Linked DNA regions of Mus musculus: all the other regions are linked to region 4. A link is a contact called in public Hi-C and HiChIP or PLAC-seq data. All regions are on one chromosome and are shown on one strand. The core of a region is the stretch at or near the end of the contact, and the rest is flanking DNA. Distances in the headings are between cores, read along the strand shown.

What was found. Hi-C and Micro-C count contacts between places; a contact is called where the count stands out from the background. HiChIP or PLAC-seq counts read pairs in DNA pulled down with a chosen protein or histone mark.
Region 1: a Hi-C map of uterus shows a contact between it and region 4, with 3 times the contacts expected there. The contact joins the enhancer-like site here to the promoter of Mecom in region 4. A contact is called at or near these places in 15 of 484 Hi-C or Micro-C datasets (LSK cells, cranial neural crest, embryonic fibroblasts and 8 more), 15 of 115 datasets of contacts at active chromatin or transcription factors (the NIH/3T3 cell line, cardiomyocytes, craniofacial prominence and 11 more) and 1 of 9 other capture datasets (embryonic stem cells).
Region 2: an H3K4me3 HiChIP or PLAC-seq map of embryonic basal ganglia shows a contact between it and region 4, with 5 times the contacts expected there. The contact joins the enhancer-like site here to the promoter of Mecom in region 4. A contact is called at or near these places in 1 of 39 promoter capture datasets (embryonic stem cells), 12 of 115 datasets of contacts at active chromatin or transcription factors (cardiomyocytes, craniofacial prominence, embryonic basal ganglia and 9 more) and 1 of 9 other capture datasets (embryonic stem cells).
Region 3: a contact with region 4 is called in a FOXA1 HiChIP or PLAC-seq map of pancreatic cancer cells. The contact joins the enhancer-like site here to the promoter of Mecom in region 4. A contact is called at or near these places in 14 of 115 datasets of contacts at active chromatin or transcription factors (cardiomyocytes, a colorectal cancer cell line, craniofacial prominence and 10 more) and 1 of 9 other capture datasets (embryonic tail).

What each region holds. Positions count from the first base shown.
Region 1 is chr3:29,756,450-29,759,723 of GRCm38.p6, forward strand. No RefSeq gene overlaps it. Among named protein-coding and RNA genes, the nearest start is that of Gm42197, 62 kb to the left of the region's middle. Within about 2 kb of position 1,517, at least 17 of the 459 cell types and tissues checked have an H3K27ac peak or open chromatin away from gene starts, as enhancers often do. A contact at or near this core is called in uterus, where this site is marked.
Region 2 is chr3:29,956,119-29,959,257 of GRCm38.p6, forward strand. Mecom (MDS1 and EVI1 complex locus) reads right to left here. Exons shown (of 16, transcript NM_001370769.2): 14 at 1,195-1,431; 15 at 188-371. Among named protein-coding and RNA genes, the nearest start is that of Gm52621, 39 kb to the right of the region's middle. Within about 2 kb of position 1,708, at least 3 of the 459 cell types and tissues checked have an H3K27ac peak or open chromatin away from gene starts, as enhancers often do. A contact at or near this core is called in embryonic basal ganglia, where this site is marked.
Region 3 is chr3:29,975,435-29,978,657 of GRCm38.p6, forward strand. It overlaps Mecom (MDS1 and EVI1 complex locus), which reads right to left. Exons shown (of 16, transcript NM_001370769.2): 9 at 1,825-1,912. Among named protein-coding and RNA genes, the nearest start is that of Gm52621, 19 kb to the right of the region's middle. Within about 2 kb of position 1,352, at least 20 of the 459 cell types and tissues checked have an H3K27ac peak or open chromatin away from gene starts, as enhancers often do. A contact at or near this core is called in a colorectal cancer cell line and pancreatic cancer cells, where this site is marked.
Region 4 is chr3:30,508,497-30,511,594 of GRCm38.p6, forward strand. Mecom (MDS1 and EVI1 complex locus) reads right to left here and starts at 1,263. Exons shown (of 16, transcript NM_001370769.2): 1 at 934-1,263. The coding sequence starts at 970.

The DNA.
Region 1 (3,274 bases), core at 267-2,766, 750 kb before region 4:
GCCAACCCTTGACAGTCAATCACAAATTGACTGAACAAAACAAAATCCAACAGTGAAGTAATCCCCAAGCAAATTTAATGAAACCTCAATCCCGAAGGGCTGTGCACTTCTGTAGGCCACGGTCTTATTTAATAAGTTGCCCCTGCTTTCACTTTTAGGACCATATTTACACAGACAAATTCAATTCATTCGGGTTTACATTTCCTCTTTCCCTAAGTCTGCCCACCAGGCAAGTAGGGGAAAGACTGTAACCAGGTATGTCAGTGTTCAGGAAGGAACGAAGATGGTCATCCAGTCGCTAGAAGATGTACCTGTCTTCCTGGCTACCATGAAAACTACTGTCAGCTCCGTAAGAATGGTCTGTACAAAACTGTGATTTACTAAGAAGAGACCAAAGGGCTGGACTATTTATGTTGCTCAGAATAAAGGGAAAATGTGAATATAAGCTTCAACTTCATAACAAATTTGGGGGATTATTTTTTTTTACTTGAATAATGGGAAGTATTATCATTCTAGTCTCTCTGTCTCCCAACATCACCACCACACTTTCTCCCTTTCTCTTTTGATCTTTCTGTTCGGAAATTTCTCCAAACTTTTCACAAGTATCCACCATGAAAAGAGACAAAGAAAAAAAAGATACGAAAGTATGTGCTTATGGTTGTATACCAACAGAAAACAAATGGCAACTTATGTAAAGTGATTCAAATGTAAGGTGAGTTCATGCCTGCCTTAAAATAAGCAAATTAAATGCATTGTTATTCTGTAATGAAAACAATAACTTCCTTAAATGACAAAAAGCCAGTTACTCCCAGCCCTATAATAAAGCAGCACTGTCCCTAAACCCAGGACTTCATATTGATTTGCTGGAGCATTTTAACATCAAAAATGGTTATAGAAGAAAGAACACACTAGAAAAGTCCCAAGAAGCATGTAAAATATTCAATCAACTATTTAGTTTTTAAGCTTATAATTACTTGTAATGTACATTTTATAGGTGTAAGATGTACCTGGCCAAATGATTTGGCTTCACTTTCATTTCTATCCACAAGCTGGCTGTGGATACTCCTTCCTCCAGTCAATCCAGTCAGTTTCCCTTAAAACATGGGTTTCTGATCACACCAATTTTCTAAAAGTTATGGACAATAGATTCCAAATATTACCGATACATTTTAAACACTGACAAATACAAACACTATTAAACATATATGAAAAGTGTTTCAATTAACACTTTTAAGAGCTATAAGTAAATTCCAGTTGAAAATCAATAATGTAATCAGTTTCTCTTAGTTTTCGGTTATGGTCAATCTCAAATACCTTGTCCTGGAAAGGTATTGTCACACATCTCAGAAGAATGTTCTTCAAGGTCTCAAAGATGTTTTATCTTAAGAAACCTGTATCAGACTACAAACGACTTGGTTGTATTTTCATTTCTACCTTGGGTTAAGGGAGGTAGCCTCACCTTGTAAAAGTGAGGCTGGCTGGGCTGCGAGCAGTTCCCTGGCTGTCAAGTTGGCTCAGCTCCAAGCAACACGTGGTTGGATACGGCTGCAAGGGTTCCTTGGCAGCATCCGCTGTAATTACAGGACTATGAAGAAAGACTCAAGAAAATAACCATAAAAGGTGTAGTTGGCTCCAAAGCAAAACTTCAGCGGCCAAGAACAACTGGGCTTTCATGTTCTCAAGTTCAGAGTGGAGAATCAAACTTTTCTTTCAGCAGAAGTCAGAGGAAGCAGGCAAACTCACACTAGACATCTCGATGGTTTTTCAAAGCCAAGAGGCAAGGAAGCTCAGCTTGAGTGTGTGGGTCTCTCAAAGGAAAACCTAAGTAAGTAGAGAGGGTGTGAACTCACAGTCCCATAGAGTTCATGGCCAGTGAGAGGTCTTATACTATTGTAGCCCTTGGAAACCTTATACTTCTCACTAACTTGCAGTGCCTGCTATTTAGAATCACCCTTCCTTGAGCTCTCTGTATTCAGTTTTGTGAACGGTCCTCCACACTTCCAGTAGATTCTTTTGGAAATGTAAGATTAGCTTTGCCAGGTCAGGAGGATGGGAAGGCATTCATAGAGGCTTGTCAGTGATGACATTGCCCATAGCCATGAACATTCATGGTGAGAAGATTTTAGTTTTTCCTCCTTTAGAGTAAAGCCAAATTGTGTCACAATGCCTTGCCCATACATGTGTAACCTTTTCAAATCCTGGGCAAAAGGACGGAGGAAACCAGATGAATGCTATTCATTTGCTTGGGAAGTATGTGCCTAGAGATACAGTAACAGCCTTGTTTGTCTAAGTGAAATGTCATTCATGCGATTATGGTGTGCAGTAGCAGAGGGGCCTGCCACAGAGCCAGAGCCTTCAACATTTAAACAAATCAAAATGGTAAGTTCCAAATCAAGTCGTTGTTTTAATTAGAGAAACGAGAAAGGGGAGAAGATTGAGAATGGGGAAAAATATTCCCATTTTGTAAGGGAAAATTACCTCATAGCCCTTGCTGGTTAGATAATATTTTCAGGAAGAATAACTGTAAGAAATGTGATAACTGCCAGTCATGATCAAAACAGAACATTAGAAAAGGAGGGAGGGGAGACCTGACTTTATTCTGACAACATAGCAAAATCGTTATGTCCAGGGTATGTCTTTCCTTATTAAGTTTAGTGAACCACAGAGATGTGCTCATGAACCAAGAAGTCTAATGTGCATGTGCCACAGAATTGAATGAAAAACATGGAATATTCCACAAAATAATTTACCCCTGGGAAAAAAGATCGCCATAACTTCTATAAATTGCACACTATACTTGGATGTAAATTTAATTAGTCAGGGACCAATAGATTTGTGCATATATTGTCTTTTTGTAGATGACATATTCTTTAGCAGATTAGTCTCATCAGATATAGTGTACTGACTTAAGAAGGATAATTGAGTTGAAGGTTAAAAATAATGGCTGTTTTTCCTACACACATTAAAACACACTTCTGCACATGACAAATAAAGAAGTAGTCATGAGTTTAGTAAGCATGAGCCCACCCATTGATAAGACGGCTGCAGTACTGCGTATCCTGGGTGAAAATGGCTGTCCTACAGCTTCAGCTCACAGCAGAGTGTCTTAGCCTGTACCTTGCACCTATAGTTATTGATGTTATATACGATACTCACTCAAGGTTATTCTTTCTGTTCATTGGATATGGTGGTTCTTTGTATTCAGAATAATAGCCACAGTTATACATTCTTATCCAGAAATGTCTCTCTTTATTTTAAAGCAAAGCTCTTCCTT
Region 2 (3,139 bases), core at 458-2,957, 550 kb before region 4:
GTCAATGGTTTCATTGGTTACTTTTGGCATTGATCATCAGCAGAGCAAAACCAGGGACATCATCAACCAAGTACCCAAATCTGCTTGGCTTCTAGAATGCTGCAAGGTGACCATATTTGCTTAGGTTCGTCAGAGAGATGCACGCTTGCATGCAGGGTCCCATGGTGTGGACCACAGCAGTCTGTACCTGTGATTTGGACTTTCTGTGTAACGTCTGTTTAAGCTCCTCTGGCACATGAGAAGAACTAATGGAGGACAGCTCAGCGTCAGTGTATTGATTCTCTTCCATTTCCCTCATTTTGAGGCTATCTGTGAAGTGCCTTATGTGATCTAGAGCAGAAAGGCCAGATTTATAGTCTTCCTCTTTATACCTAAAATGAACCAATGGGAAAGCACAGAAATTGGATTTTCTTAGGCAGGTTTTGCTTTTTTTGTCTCATCAAGTCATTTTCAACTTTATCTTAACAGCTCTCAAACTTCATATTGCATTTGTTGTGTCAAGTAGCATGCAATAATCACTAGATTAAAAATAATTACAAATACCATATCTTGATATATATTTCCTTTAATATTTTATTGTCTAAAGCCAAGCATATATCTAAAGTAAAGTCAATGACATATTAACATCCCACAATGTGTGGGAACAGAAGTCATACACTTGAAAACTTCTTTTAAAATAAAGTCATTTATGAATATATTCAGTCAGGATACCTTATCATCACAGAAATATAATATTCCCTTCACTTTAACTATTCATTGAGTCTTTCCAATTAAGGAAAATCTATCATCTGTAAAATTTATCTTAAATGTCTTGAGTTACGATTATAGTAGATTATTGAGTAGACTCAGTCATGATGAAATGTCTATTTTTTCATGAAGTTCATACATAGAATCTCAAAATTAAATACTCGTGCAATCTTCACTCATCCTTCCTGCCTTGGGGCCACCGGAGTTCCACAAATACTAATGTGTTTACGTGCTTGTGGATCCTGTGCCCTGCCTCCTCGTTTCCCTTTATGTAAAACTGACGCACTGTGTGTGCCTTTCCCAGGTCAAATTGAACTTTCATGGTTTGTTACTTCACAAATTCCCCATAATCTAACACATTCTTCCAGTAGCCGAGCGGAGCAGGAGGAATTCGCCCAACAGTCCCCCACGTCTGTCCCTTGGCTTGCCATATTGCAAGGCACTCACCTCACCGGGGACGCCTTACAGCTCATCTCCAGGGCACCAGCTTCTTCGTAGTCATCCTCCGGGATCTCCTCGTCTAAACGAGTCACCCCTAGCTCCTTTCTGGGCTTTCCAGGAATATCATTGTCTTCATCCTCCTCATCCAACAACACCTCATCTTCTACTTCTTCATCATCCAATAAATCTGAATTTTGGCTGGTTGCCAAAGCCTTTTTATCCTTGAAGTGACTGCCATTCATCCTTTCAAGAGCATAAAGAGTAAACGGACCAATTACTGGCTTGATTTTTAAACACGCTGTTAGCTCATCTCCCTAGCAAGAGTTTAAACCGTCAACACTTACAAAAGAAATCTGTATTGTGTGTGCCTCGTTGCAACCTTGGGAAAATAATGTAATTTCACAAAGGGGAGACACAAGGAAAAACAATAATTGGCTGATTATTTGGACTACAAATGCAGCCTCTGGCAGAACAGGAAAAACAGCTCCAGTCTCTGACTTCTTATCACTGCTGATAAATGATATGGTGTGTGCAATATACAAGCACATGAATGTTTTCTCTGCATAATGTACGTAATTACCATTTAAGTACCCACCATTTAAAGTAATTGATTTCTGGAAAACATATATCCCTGACCAATTATGACAGACAACAGCTTAAACACACACACACACACACACACACACACACACACACACACACAAACTGAATCTATGGCTCCAAACACAATGTGAAAGGGGCTGCCAGGGAGCAATGTGCATTCACTGCTCCTGGATTACAGATATAATCATCTCCTCTTGGGCACGAGACTCAAGCTTGGAGTTATTGAGAGCCCACTTATCTTGGCTCCTTCTAAGTGATCTTAAATTGTTTAACAGCGAAAGAGTTCTTTGTTTTCCAAGAAAACACAGAGAGGATATATCAGCTAGAAATTTAAATGAGCTAACAGCTTTTGAAACTGACTTAGCAGCCACAGCTAACAATACAAAGTATCACTTTTTAAATTAAAATGTCCTCCATAATATTTCTGCTTACATTTGTAAGAATTGCTATGGATGACTCAAGTGTAACTTACTATACAAATTCCATCTATGGAATTTGGAGGCATGTATGATTCTAGAGTAGTGATCAATATAAAGAAAATTTGGATATGTTCTGTTATAAGAGTCTAAAAATGACATAATTACAAATTCTTTTTAAAAGGGTGTGCCTTTGAAACATACATGAACAGGGAAGGTGACCAGGCTAAGAAAGTATGTTAAGATGTGAACCCTTACAGGCACCCATGCATCTAAGCCCTAGGTCCCCCGTAAGCTTTTGTTACCATGCTCCTCTATCTAGTTACTGTATCAGAATTGCACAGTCTTCAGTTATTGTTGTAGACAGGGATTCTTATGTATGACATGAAATGATATTTTTTAGTTCATGAAAGACCAGAAAGCATGTGCAGAAATTTTCCCATAAAAATATATAGACCTTAATGTTTAGATTCCCCAGAAATAAATAGACAACATGCATGAAACTGTCTTGCAAACGATGCAAGTGCCAAGTACAAACGCATTTGACCAGAAAAAGTAACATCATTATTGAACATTTTATACAACCTCTTAACCTCTCTTACCAAAAAGAATGACGAAAACATATTTTTTCCCAGACATAAACTATTAGTTTTCAGATATACTGCCAACTTGCTAGTTTGAATGGATGGAAATTGTTACTTTTTTTTTTTAAGTGAGAAAGTGAAAGTAAAAGAACAAAAGAGACCATGGATGAAAACCAAAAACAACAAAATCCAGCATGATTAAGAAAACCTATTTGTTAATTATGCTTTCAAATATGGCAATTTATTGGGATAAATTATTCATCAAAGGTAGCCTGATAGCTGCTGAGGCTGGCAAAGTCAAGTGACTCAGCTCTCTACTTCTATGTTTAGACATGTTGAGGCCAGATG
Region 3 (3,223 bases), core at 102-2,601, 530 kb before region 4:
GGTCTACAGGAGGGGCCACTACTCTGCTGTGAGCAATGGGCACAACCCTTACCTGTCATATTCACTGTTACCTTTGAGAATACTAAAATATAACACATTCCTTCATATTCCCTTATTAAATATAAATAAATTCCACATTTATAATACAGTCCTACAGACATGTAATTATTGGTAAATGAACTTAACCACTTTATTAAGTGGCACAATGACCAAGGCTGGCCATTGGTTTTTAGAGGCCATGGGTACCTTGAAGTCAACATGTTCAGAAAATTTTCATAGATAAGAAAACTAACACCCAGATAGAAGAAACTGCTCAGACTCTAAACCCCATTCCCATTTTCTTCATTCTATCATACCCTAGAGTATTCAGCTTTTTACTGCTATTTTATTATTATATAATAAAAATAGATAAGCAACCTGGTTACTATTATTAAATGTATACAGTAATATAGATGCATGTGTGCTTTTGTTTATAATTAGAAAAGAATATACCAAGAGAGTTGTATTTTTATGCAACATCTGAAACAGGGCATTTTGTATTCTAGATTATTACACTGTGAACCCTTGCAAGTGTTATTAGGTCAGCATAAATATCAAATATTTACCGATAAACATTCACTGCTTCAGCACTTGGCTCTTTCTGTGAAGGGGTTATGTAAACAGTATTAGTCCTTAACCTTCCTTTATAAAATCCATGGTGGAATGTTCCTGGAATTTTTGATACCTAAGCATATATTTTCTCAATTTAGATTAGAGTGGGAATTTTGGAACAGAAGTAAGTTTTTATGTATAACTAAAACAGATGTTTGGATTTCTGTTCTCCCATGCTTGTTTCGGTATTAAGGAAGAAAATTGAAAAACTAAGAACACGAGAGAAAAGGTAAGATTCCTATCCTAAGACAAATTAATGCCTTTGCTACCTAAAAGGAAGAGATTTTCACCAGTTTACTTAGAGGACTATCATTTATGGCTTGGATATACTACAACAGAACAAATTTATGTACCAAATTGTCAGGTATTTTCTTTAAAACCTTCAGTGTCTTTAAAGATCAGAGTTTGCATCATTTAAACACAAAGCACAACAAAATGAAATGTGAGTTTAAAAAAGCAGATTCCAGACATTATGTTTGCACTTTCAATATGACTCTCTAGCTGTGGATTAATATGTAAACCAGTCTTCAGAAAAGAAAATTAAATGGGTGGCGACCCAGAGATGAAGCCACAAGATAGCACTGTTCAGTATACCGATTTGCAAAGAGAAACTGTATGTCTTTTGATAAATGGGCCTGGCTCCATTCAGTAAATAGCTCTGTGTATTGTGGTGAATTCTTGTGCAATTATAGACCTTCCCTGGAATGCCCAGTGGTGTCTAGATAAATTCCTTCACCCTCTATGGTAACAACTTGTCAGGTAGACTCATTTCCTGTTTTTATCTAAGCACTGAAAGGACAGGAGTGACCTTCATGAGGTTGGGACGAGTCACAGTGTGATCCATATCTTCATATCAGGAAACTTTAAACACAAAAGACGACTTCAATATTTATTTCCTTAGCTGAGTCTGACTCGCTCCAACATGCACTTTAGCTCGGTGAACAGTTAAGGCGCATAGCAATTTAACACCCAAACAATGTTATTTTTACACATATACTGATGACTTTTTCTTTTAAGAAGCTTGGGTTTTTAGTCTTGCTAAAATTTCCTGTGTTCTTGCATGGCAACGTCATAGGAAATACTAGTGTTATTAAAGTTTCTTTCAATCCACTGCACCTGCTTCTTAGGATCAACAAGTTTACAAGCTTGACATCTAAAATCCAAATTACTTACTTGCGGGTGAAACAAGAATCCTGGAGAAGGTCTCAAGTATTTTTCTTTCAAAGCTTCAAGCGGGTCAGTTAACTTTCTTTTCTCTACTCTGAAAGGTTAGAATCAGATTTGGGAGAGTCAGTCTTGAATCTCAGTAACAGGACAGCCAGTGTCACTCAAAGAAGCAAAGCCGAAGGAAGTTCTCACCGGGACACACTTAAAAGGAGACCACTCCTGGGAAAGGGGACATTGGACACTTCTAAGTCCTCAAAGGGAGAAAGTCCACTTGATAATGGAAAAATCCTACTTGATGACTAGGGTGGAAAGGGAGTTTGAAAGCTGCTGTCACTGAGTAACAGGAGTCTGTACAAGGCTGGGACTCTTCTGACTCAGACGGAGCAAAGACATGAGAAGAGTTTGAAATGGCCGGTGAAAACTGGGATGATTTAATTACTACATCCTTCTAAATATCCACTCTAGTGATCATAAATCTGCCTATTGGGTGCAAGGGAACTTCCAAGTTAGCTAGGCTCTGTTGCAGATATTCAAGATGGGCTCAGGTACATACATTTATATGCAACATATGTTTGAGATGGGTATATAAATGTTCAAATAGTCTCTATCTCTCTTTCAAGGGAAGGTAGGAAGTAAGTTTGGAAAAATAGGAATAACTTTAAACATGCCCCGCATTCTCTCTGCAGTTAGGCATCTAGAGAAGTGATGTAAGACAGATTCATTCTTACCAGCTATTGTCAATTACCTTTTAAGAAAATGTAAGCACATTTAAGCTTTAATTGAAAGCCAGACTTAGGGACCACTTAGGAAATGAAAGAAGGGGTTAGGAGATAAAGGTCAACTTTGGCTGCATGGGGAGTTTTAGGCTCATGTCAAGAACAAATTTGGAAAATGCCATTGAAACATAATAGCTGTGAACTCACGACATTTTACTCATACTGTATTTTAGATCTACTATTTTACTTACTGAAGTGAGCAATAAGAGGTCCATTTCAGAGTGAAAATTCTGGAGGCTGCAAGGCTAAGCTGTACCCTGGGCCTGGCACTAACACTAGGCTTTGGGGTTTTTCATGACACTTTGCCTCTTAAAAAAATGAAAGGTCTGGAGCCATAAAACTGAAGTCAGCAGGCATGGGCTGAGGAAGGTCAGAGGTGATGAAGATGGCATAGTGGGTATTCTATCAGTGCTGAAACATGACCACTGGTAGCACAAGAACATTTTACATTGTCTTCGTTTTCCCCCAGATATGGTCTTGTTACATAGACTCAAGCTAGCCTCAAACCTGTGATGCTCCTGCCTCAGCCTCGGGAATGTGAAGATTGGCCCATGTTATCGTGCTCTTGTACTGGGCTCTTCTGTTTCTCTTGTTGAAATGGAGACAGTCTTTAGCACACTAGCAAACTT
Region 4 (3,098 bases), core at 13-2,512:
CGCCCCCTGGGGGTCACTCGGCGCCCTGCCAGCCCGGGCTTCTCGGGTCGGAGCGCGCCCTCCTGGCCTTACGGAGCAGCGTTCTCGGCTGGCCGCGCGCCCTCCACGCCCGGGCCTGAGAACGCCGGCGCGGCCTCCGCTCTCCCCACCTGCCGAGTGACTCTGCGGAGCCGAGAGCTCGGCGCTGCCGGGGTTCCCCCCACCCATCCCCAGGACCGTGTCCCCCCCGGCCCCCCTGCCTCCCCTTCCCCAGGGCTCCCGCCGCGTCGCACACGCCGCCGCGTACAAGGACCGAGCGCACAGCGCCCACTACCGCAGCCGCGGCTAGGCGCAGCGCCGATCGCCCGCGCAACTTGCAAGCGGCCGCCTCGCAACTTTTCCCAACTCCATCGCGGCCGGCTGCGGCCACAGCCACCGCGGCTCCCTCGGAGCCCGCCACCCGTCCCAAACCCCAGAAACAAACAGAGCTTCAGAAAGGCGCCCTTCCCCTGCCCGCCCCCCCCCCACCCGCTTCCCCCCTCCTCCCGCTCCGGGAACTAGCTGGTTGGCCAGAGGCGACTCTCCCCCGCCTGGGGGGGGAAGGGAGGGGAGGGGGACACACTCTCCTCTCCCCCCACCCCTTCGCGCTCACTCGCGCGCGCCCTCCTCCCTCCCTCCCAGCTTTTTGCTGCCCCCACCCCCACCCCGGAGTTGCCACAGCTGGTCCTGGTGCGGGGCTCAGGGCTACCGCGCTTCCACTGCGCCCAGAGCAGGAGCCAGGGCGCGGAGGCAGGAATCGGCAGGTTGCTCCGGCTGCCGGCTGCGCTGTGCCTGCCTTCCACCCCAGGCCCCCCGCGCCAAAGCAGCCCGCGCTCTCTCCCCGTGCGCTAGACACAGATACGCAAGATGGCAGAGAAGGGGGGGAAGCCAATAGAAAAGGGATATTGCACCTACTTGTGGCCAGTTTCCTTGCCCTGCCTTTGGATCTCATGCTGTGCCCAGTCCTGCAGCCGCTGCTGGGTGGTTAGGTTTTTTTTTTCTTGGATCTTTTCCTTCTTTTGCTCTCTCTCTCCCCCTCCCTTCTCTCTCTCTCTCTCTCTCTCTCTCTCTCTCTCTCTCTCTCTCTCTCCTCTGTCTCACACACGCACACACACGCACACACTCGGTCTTTCACTCTCTCTCCCTCCCTCTCTCTCTTTCTCTCAATCCACACTCGCTATCTCTAGCATTGTCAGTTTGGACACCTTCGCACATGCGCGTTAGACGCCCCTCCAACATCTCAGCGCCGCCAAAAAAAGTTTGGAGCGATTTATCACTTTGATTTGGAGATCTTGTCAGATGGCAATCGCCGAGGAGGCGGAGAAAGGGAGCTACGGGGAGGGCGGCAGGGGGCGGGGAGCGAGCGCGGGGAGCTGGAGGGGAGCAGACACTTCGCCCAAACGGGAAAAAAAATAAAAAGAAAGAAAGAAAAAGAAAAGAAATGAAAAGTCTTGGACAGAGAATTGATTCGTGGGGCAGAGGACTATGTCTGTGTGGGAGTCAATAAGCCTGCATTATAATTATTATTAATGTTTTCTCCACCATAAATTACATTGTCTGTAGGGGAACCGAGCGGAGGAGGGAAAAAAAACTTTAGGATAAATCTTTCCGTCTACACAAGAACTAGGCTGAGGACTGGACCGTGAACGTGTTATCAGAAGGCGAGAAGCATCTTGAACTTCAGAGCTCTGCCCTTGCTGCCGCTCTCTCCTTCTGAAGTTCCTGGGGCTTCCGCTTTGGATGAATAACCGGTTCTCGATTTTAGCTGTAATACCAACGGTAGCTGCCATCCTAGGAACATTTCAGTAGTCTGTTTCCATCAAGTAGCAACAATCGCCCTTGATGCCCAGGTCCCGCCGGGCTGAACATTTGACATCCAAGACCTCCTGCCTTGCCTAAGGTCGGCCGGCACCTTCCGGCCTCCTGCTGCTACCCAGCCCGCCTGCCATTTCCACTCACTCACTGAAACCTACAACCTCTGGGGTCACCAGAAGGAGGAAGGGGGGAAATTCCATACGCATACCTAGAAAATACAAAACGTACATTGTTGAAATGTGCCTAATTACAGAATTTACTAATGAAGTGTGCAGGCAGAAATGAAGGCGCAAGGGGTTAGGTGTGTTCAAGGTATGAATCACTCCCAACTCAGTATGGATTTTTCTTAGTACAACCTTCTTGCATTAAACAGTTGTGTTCAATACCTTCCACGTGCTATTTATGTCTCCATTAATATCTGCTGCAAATCCTGCCAGACACCATAAAAGAAAATTGCCATCTTTTCCGTGCGGTGCTGCTACCATCCTAAAACTCAAGTCGGAAGAAGCAGGAAAGTCCTGGTCTCTCCTCTGAGAGAGCAAGGACGAGCAGGGTTGTTGGGAACTCAGTTGCACCTGTTGGTATTCATTTAGTTTGAGCTCAGACTGCGGTTGTGAGAGAGCGAATATCTAGGTTCAATTCCCAGGGGCTTCGGTGGCCAAGCTTACAGGACCTACCTCATCTAAGAATACCCACCACCTTTCCCTCCCCAGAGCTGTGTAATTCCAGGAGCATTCAGACATAAGATACAGGTCCCTAGAGAACCAAGCTACAGCTCCCAAGGGAGACAGATGTGTAACCTTGAAATATGAGGGAGAGACAGGGGAAGTAAAGGAGGAAATGGCAGAGAACCGGAGTGAAAACAGCTTCCAGAGGAGAAAATGCTGGAGCCCACACACACATGAATCCCAGGGAATCCTGCCATCTCCATCTCCCCTCCCCCACAGAGGCACCTGGGATTTTACAAGACCTACTAGAGCTCTAGTGGCCTACTGCATGCAGGTGTATGTGTGTGTGTGTGTTGGTACTTTTAATATGTGCAAAGCTACTACTGCTTGTATGGATACAGGTCTACTACTCTAAAAATCTTCCCCAAAATCTACTAGCTACTCTGTTTAGGAGCGACCTCCTTCTGACCAGCAAATGTTCTCCTAGGAAAGGGGGTGTGAGGTTCTAGAGTTTTGCAGAGGTCAGATTCTTTAGGGAAAAGTTCTAGGCGAACAAACAAGGGCTTCATACAGCAGCTTCTCGTCTGTAAGAGACTT